Linked DNA regions of Mus musculus: region 1 is linked to region 2. The links are chromatin contacts, called in public Hi-C maps. All regions are on one chromosome and are shown on one strand. Each heading gives the region's core, a stretch centred on a gene start, on an enhancer-like site or on the middle of the called end of the contact. The rest is flanking DNA. Distances are from core to core; before and after follow the strand shown. Region 1 has its middle 33 kb from the start of Gm35333. Region 2 has its middle 12 kb from the start of Gm19866.

Evidence for each region. Hi-C and Micro-C count contacts between places; a contact is called where the count stands out from the background.
Region 1: a contact with region 2 is called in a Hi-C map of muscle stem cells, with 2.7 times the contacts expected there. The contact joins two enhancer-like sites. A contact is called at or near these places in 1 of 15 datasets of contacts at CTCF or cohesin (the NIH/3T3 cell line), 6 of 484 Hi-C or Micro-C datasets (the HL-1 cell line, embryonic fibroblasts, embryonic stem cells and 2 more) and 5 of 115 datasets of contacts at active chromatin or transcription factors (embryonic basal ganglia, embryonic forebrain, embryonic hindbrain and 2 more).

What each region holds. Positions count from the first base shown.
Region 1 is chr13:60,466,517-60,469,216 of GRCm38.p6, reverse strand. No RefSeq gene overlaps it. Among named protein-coding and RNA genes, the nearest start is that of Gm35333, 33 kb to the right of the region's middle. Within about 2 kb of position 1,311, at least 57 of the 459 cell types and tissues checked have an H3K27ac peak or open chromatin away from gene starts, as enhancers often do. A contact at or near this core is called in muscle stem cells, where this site is marked.
Region 2 is chr13:59,926,415-59,929,114 of GRCm38.p6, reverse strand. No RefSeq gene overlaps it. Among named protein-coding and RNA genes, the nearest start is that of Gm19866, 12 kb to the right of the region's middle. Within about 2 kb of position 1,399, at least 50 of the 459 cell types and tissues checked have an H3K27ac peak or open chromatin away from gene starts, as enhancers often do. A contact at or near this core is called in muscle stem cells, where this site is marked.

The sequences.
Region 1 (2,700 bases), core at 62-2,561, 540 kb before region 2:
GAATGGTGGTGGATGACTGCGGTGGGGGGCGGGGGGGGGGAAATAATTTTCTTCAGTGATGTAGCCACTTCTGCGTTATCCACAATTCAATGGACTCTCCACACTCTAGCCCAAGCTAATGGCGGTCACTAGAGCTGGTGGATCACAAAACAGAAACAAGAGGGATGGGGCTTGGTGGAATAGGAGGAGGGTAAGAAAGAGTGAAGGAATGAGTGTGAACAGAATGCATTATACACACGTATCAAATTGTCAAAGAATAGATTAGTAAAAATAAATTAGATCTCAGAGTCTCTCTCTCTCTCTCCCTCTCTCTCTCTCTCTCTCACACACACACACACACTTCTAGGAGGTGAATACACTTCAGTTTAAATGATAGAAACCTGGCTTTGACTTTTCTTCCTATAACTTTGGCTCCCAACCTTCTTGATGCTGCGACACTTTAATGACTTTAACGGAGCCCCTCATGTTGTGGTGACCCACAACCATACAATTATTTTAGTTGCTATTTCATAACTGTAATTTTTCTACTGTTATTAATTGTGATGCAAGTATTTTTGGAGATAAGAGGTTTGCCAAAGTGGTTGAGAACCGCTGCTTTAACTCAATATTGACTCTTCCCTGTTAAGAGAGACATCATGATGTTTATCGAAGACTCTAATGGAGTTTGGGTTGGGGGAGAGAATCTCGGTGATAATAAATTTTCATACAAATCAATTACTTTAATGCTATGAAATATTTAGTAACTCACGTCTGTCTGCCTAAAGCGGGGACAGTTAAATTATGACGAATGTGACATGTAATTCCTTGGGGACACCACTGGGTGGAGCCATTTCCACAGCAAAGATACAACAAAGATAAAATGGAAAATCGTGTTCAAGGCACAAAAGTAGCTTACTAATAAATTCTCTATGCTTCCGGTCATCTGGCCCACAAGTCTCCAAGCCGGCAATGAATGAATGAATCAATGAATGAATGAATCAATGAATGAATGAATCAATGAGTGAGTGAGTGGCTGAAAGAGGAAGCAATACAATGTAGCCAAAAGTTTAGCCAGTGGATCCTGTCTGTGGCTTTGGCTGTTTTTTGTTTTGTTTTTTGGTTTTGTTTTGTTTTGTTTTTTACACAGGGGCTGTAACAGCAGTCTAGTGGGCTGGCTGCATGGAGGGACGCAGCCCTCTGGGCCAGCTGATGTGATGAGGGAGCCAAGCTACTCCTCAGCAGGAAAAGGTCTTACACTTACATCTCAGAGCATGTCTTGGGCTGCCTAATGGAGCTGCTTCTCTTTTGTTCTTCCTTTTGCAGCTGTTTTCAAGCCTTGCATTTTAGGTGCGTGGGTGTTTGGTCTGACACATGTCTGTGCAGCATGTGCAGTGCCCGTGGAAGCTTGCAGAAGATGTTGAATTTCCTAGAACTGGAGTTATAGACACTTCGGAGCCACCTTAACAGTGCTGGGAGTCGAACTCCGGTCCTCTGGAGGAGCAGCCAGTCCTCTTACCCTCCAGGTACCTCTCGTAGGTTTTTTTTTTTTTTTTTTTTTTTTGACATATCAAATTTGACAAGTCAAATTTGTCTCCTGATTGAAAAGTTTTCACAGAGACATCATGGAGTTGGCTGGCTTACCCCAGAGTTTTCCACATTAAAATCATTTAACACAGAAACTATCAAAGATGACCAAATGAAAGGTGTCATTTATAATCCCAAGAGAGGGGTTCCCTTTGCTTAGAAGGCATTCTTTTTGGCTCTGAGAAAGGGCAGCTGAGGTCAGCTCAGGCTGCTGTACAGCCTGCTCCAGAGGCCCACACAGCCCACAGACAGAGGCCCACCCGGCCCACGGACAGAAACCCACTACCTCTGCTCATCAACTGCCACAGTGCTCTCTTTCTGATTATTTTCTTGGCTAAAAAACAGCACCAAAAGAGAGGTAATTAAAAAAAATTGACTTCTGGCAATGGTTTCCTATGCCAAGGGAAGCGAGAGAGCCCAATTTTATTGCCCCATGAGTCAGTTTTGTCTGTTACTGTAAAAAGATTGTTATGAAACTCATCAAATATTACTTCAGAGGAGAGCCAGTGTTTGTGATCTGTTCAGAAAACAAATTAATCAAGACACTTCCGGACGGGTCCTGGCTTCACTGGCTGAAGTGGTATTTACGTAGCCACCTTCCAGAACCTTCTCCCACACTTCCTTGGAAGGAAAGTTCAGGAAAACAGACTGTCTGGGACTAGAGTCAGTGCTGAATGACATGAAGAAAGCAGCCTGCCTTTCTCCAAGTTCAGCTTAGCTCAAGAGGGGACTGAGCAGCCAGATGAAGGTGCAGGCTGGGCACAGAGAACCCTGGTAGTCTGCAGGCCACACATAGATGACAGGGTCCCCAGAAGGCAAAGGCTTAGTACACAGCCCTAAGAATCAATGAAGAACCACATTTGCCAGCAAGTCCCAGAGGCCTGAGGCCTAGGAGGGGAGATAAAACCACCCTGAGCAGGATCTCTATACACCAGACAAACCGGGCCACTGTGGGTGGGGCTGTGCAGGTCATGACCCTCACTAGGTCAGGGTGAAAGTATATGCCTGACTTCAAGGACAACAAATAAAGAGAACTTTTCTATCCTTAAGTCTATATGTATCTGTGCTAGGGAGACAGCCCAGCTTGTGAAGTGTTTTCCTTGCAAGGACCTGAGTTTGAATCCTAGAACCTACACA
Region 2 (2,700 bases), core at 150-2,649:
CCTTGTGGAAAACATATCACAGGCAACTAGAACAGTTCTGAAAGCAAATGGCTGAGCTGCCTTCACTCTCAAGGGGAGATGCAGAGGAAACAACCAAGGAGGAGGTGACTGACGTATTGGGAAATGATCAAGAGCTAGGAGGGAAAAAGAATCCAGAAAGGGCATCAGGAAGTGCCCAGTCCAGTTTTGTGTCAATGCCAGACACAGAGATTTAGGAAGGCTTCCTTTACCAAGCACTGAGAGGCTGGAGAGGAGCAGACACATAGATGTTCACAAAGTCAGAAAGTCTTGGACTGATGTAGAAAGTATGTGTGCTCAGAGAGTGGACAAAGGATCAGGTATAGACAACAGGCCAGGGCTGTGCCAGGAAGTGGTCAAGGGCGCAGGTATAGTTAACGGGACAGGTCAGTAATGGGTTCAGCTGGCACAAGGCTTCTTCCCACCAGGCTATAAAGGACCATGGGTATCAGGGTATCAGGTATCCTTGACCTCTAGTGATGCTAATTCCTCAACTGATAGTCAGTCACTAATGAAGGAGGAAACCTGAGTTGAGGTTTCCCACCAGGCAAAGAAAGGAGGCTTGGCTTCTCTCCCTCTCTCCCTCTCTCCCTCTCTCCCTCTCTCCCTCTCTCCCTCTCTCCCTCTCTCCATCAAGGACTCCCCTTCTCTTCCTTCATGAGAACAGAGACCTTAACTGTCAGTCATGATGCCTTGTAGAAGCTTAGACGGGCTGCATGGTGGCTCCTCTCCCACAGACCAAGATTTGTGGCAGCTCCTCTGCATACCTGCTGGTCCTCTTCCTCATCAAGGGCCCAGCCCACATTCTACCTATGGCAATGACAGTCCTACATCCCCAGAGATCACCTTTCTGTGCCCAAGCTCTGCACAAGTCTCTGCTGACATTTGGGGGGAGGGCAAGGAAAGAAGGGAGGTGTGGGTTGTCTGGGCTATAAGGAGAATGGAGACCTGGACCCAGGCTGTTGGGAAAGGGGACTTTACGAAGCCCCTTTGTTCTGCTTGCTGCCAGGAGTGACAAAGGGTTAAGCAATTTGCATTACTGTATCTACGTGCAGGCCTAGAGGGCCCAGGCTACTCCTGGGTGGTCCGGTACAGTCTCTGCCTATTAGCAGTGGTGTCTCAGTGTAATTTATGGAGCTGTCAAACTGCCTTCACCAGGACAAGGGAATCATGGGCACAGTGGAAGCCTTGCTCAAGGAAACGGAGGTGGGGAGAAAGGAAATATTCAGGTGCCACCCCCTCGCCCTCCTGGTCTCCTCATGACAGCTTCTCTCTATAGAAAAACATGCAGCTGCCCACTGGGGACTGCATTTACAGAGCTCCTCTGTCTGCAGCAGGCCAGCCAGTGTAGCCCCGAGGGCTGGCCTACTGGCCAGGAGGGCAAGGAAGGCTGGCACAGAGCCACAAGAGCGAGCAGCCAGCAGCGAGACGAGCGAGGGCACAGATGCCGTGTCTGTCCATCTGGAGAAGCAGGATCGGGGATTCACTGTTTCAGCCCAAGGGTGATGTGATGGGACAAGGGTACTGTTGGAGTGCCCCATCATGAAACCAAGGAAGGCACTAATTCCCAGGATGCACCCGCTCCCCTCCAGCTGCTACAAGCATCCTTCCCTCCTCTGCTGAGCAAGGCCCATTCACAGGCTGGCAAGGGCCATGAGGTTGTAACAGAAACACAGGGTGCAGGAATCCTGTTACATGTGAACAGTGGTGCACTGCCTGCTTCTCTTCTTGCTTATAACTCCCTCTTCAGGCAGTAATGCTCCTGAGATCAGTAAACATTTATAACTACCGGACAATCTCAATGCACACACACACACGCACACGCACACGCACACACACACATACAAACACACAAAAAGACAGACACACAGACATACATACAAACACACAGAGAGACACACGGAGAGAGACAAACACACACACACACTGAGACACACATACAAACACACACACAGACACACATACAAACACACAAAGAGACAGGCACACAGACATACATACAAACACACAGAGAGACACACAGAGACAAAAACACACAGACACACATACAAACATACACAGAGACAAACACACACCACACAGACATACATAGAAACACACAGAGAGACACATAGAGAGACAAACACACACACACTGAGACACACATACAAACACACACATAGACACTCATACAGACACACATATAAACACACACAGAGACAAACACACACACACACACATACATCTCTACTCTTCATACACACTTGCACATATTTTATCCACAGAAGCTGTGGCCCAAAGTAAGATTGCCTCTCTCATTCAGTGTCTAACAGAGAAGTAGCCAGAGACATGCAGACTTCAGAGGCTCAGGGGAGTATTAGTGGGGGGCGGGGGAGAGACAGACAGACAGACAGTGGAAGTAAACAAGAATGTAGGAGAAGAGAGGAGAGGAGAGGAGAGGAGAGGAGAGGAGAGGAGAGGAGAGGAGAGGAGAGGAGAGGAGAGGAGAGGAGAGGAGAGGAGAGGAGAGGAGAGGAGAGGAGAGGAGAGGGACCCACAGTAGGGCCTCATTTCTTAGTAACACCAGCAGTGACATTTCTTCCCAGGCCTCTCTTCCTCTCCCTGCCAGTTGGCATGTGTAGCGTTTGCTTGTGATTCAGCAGGAGATGGCAGGTGTTTCTTACTGGATTTGATTCCCAGCCA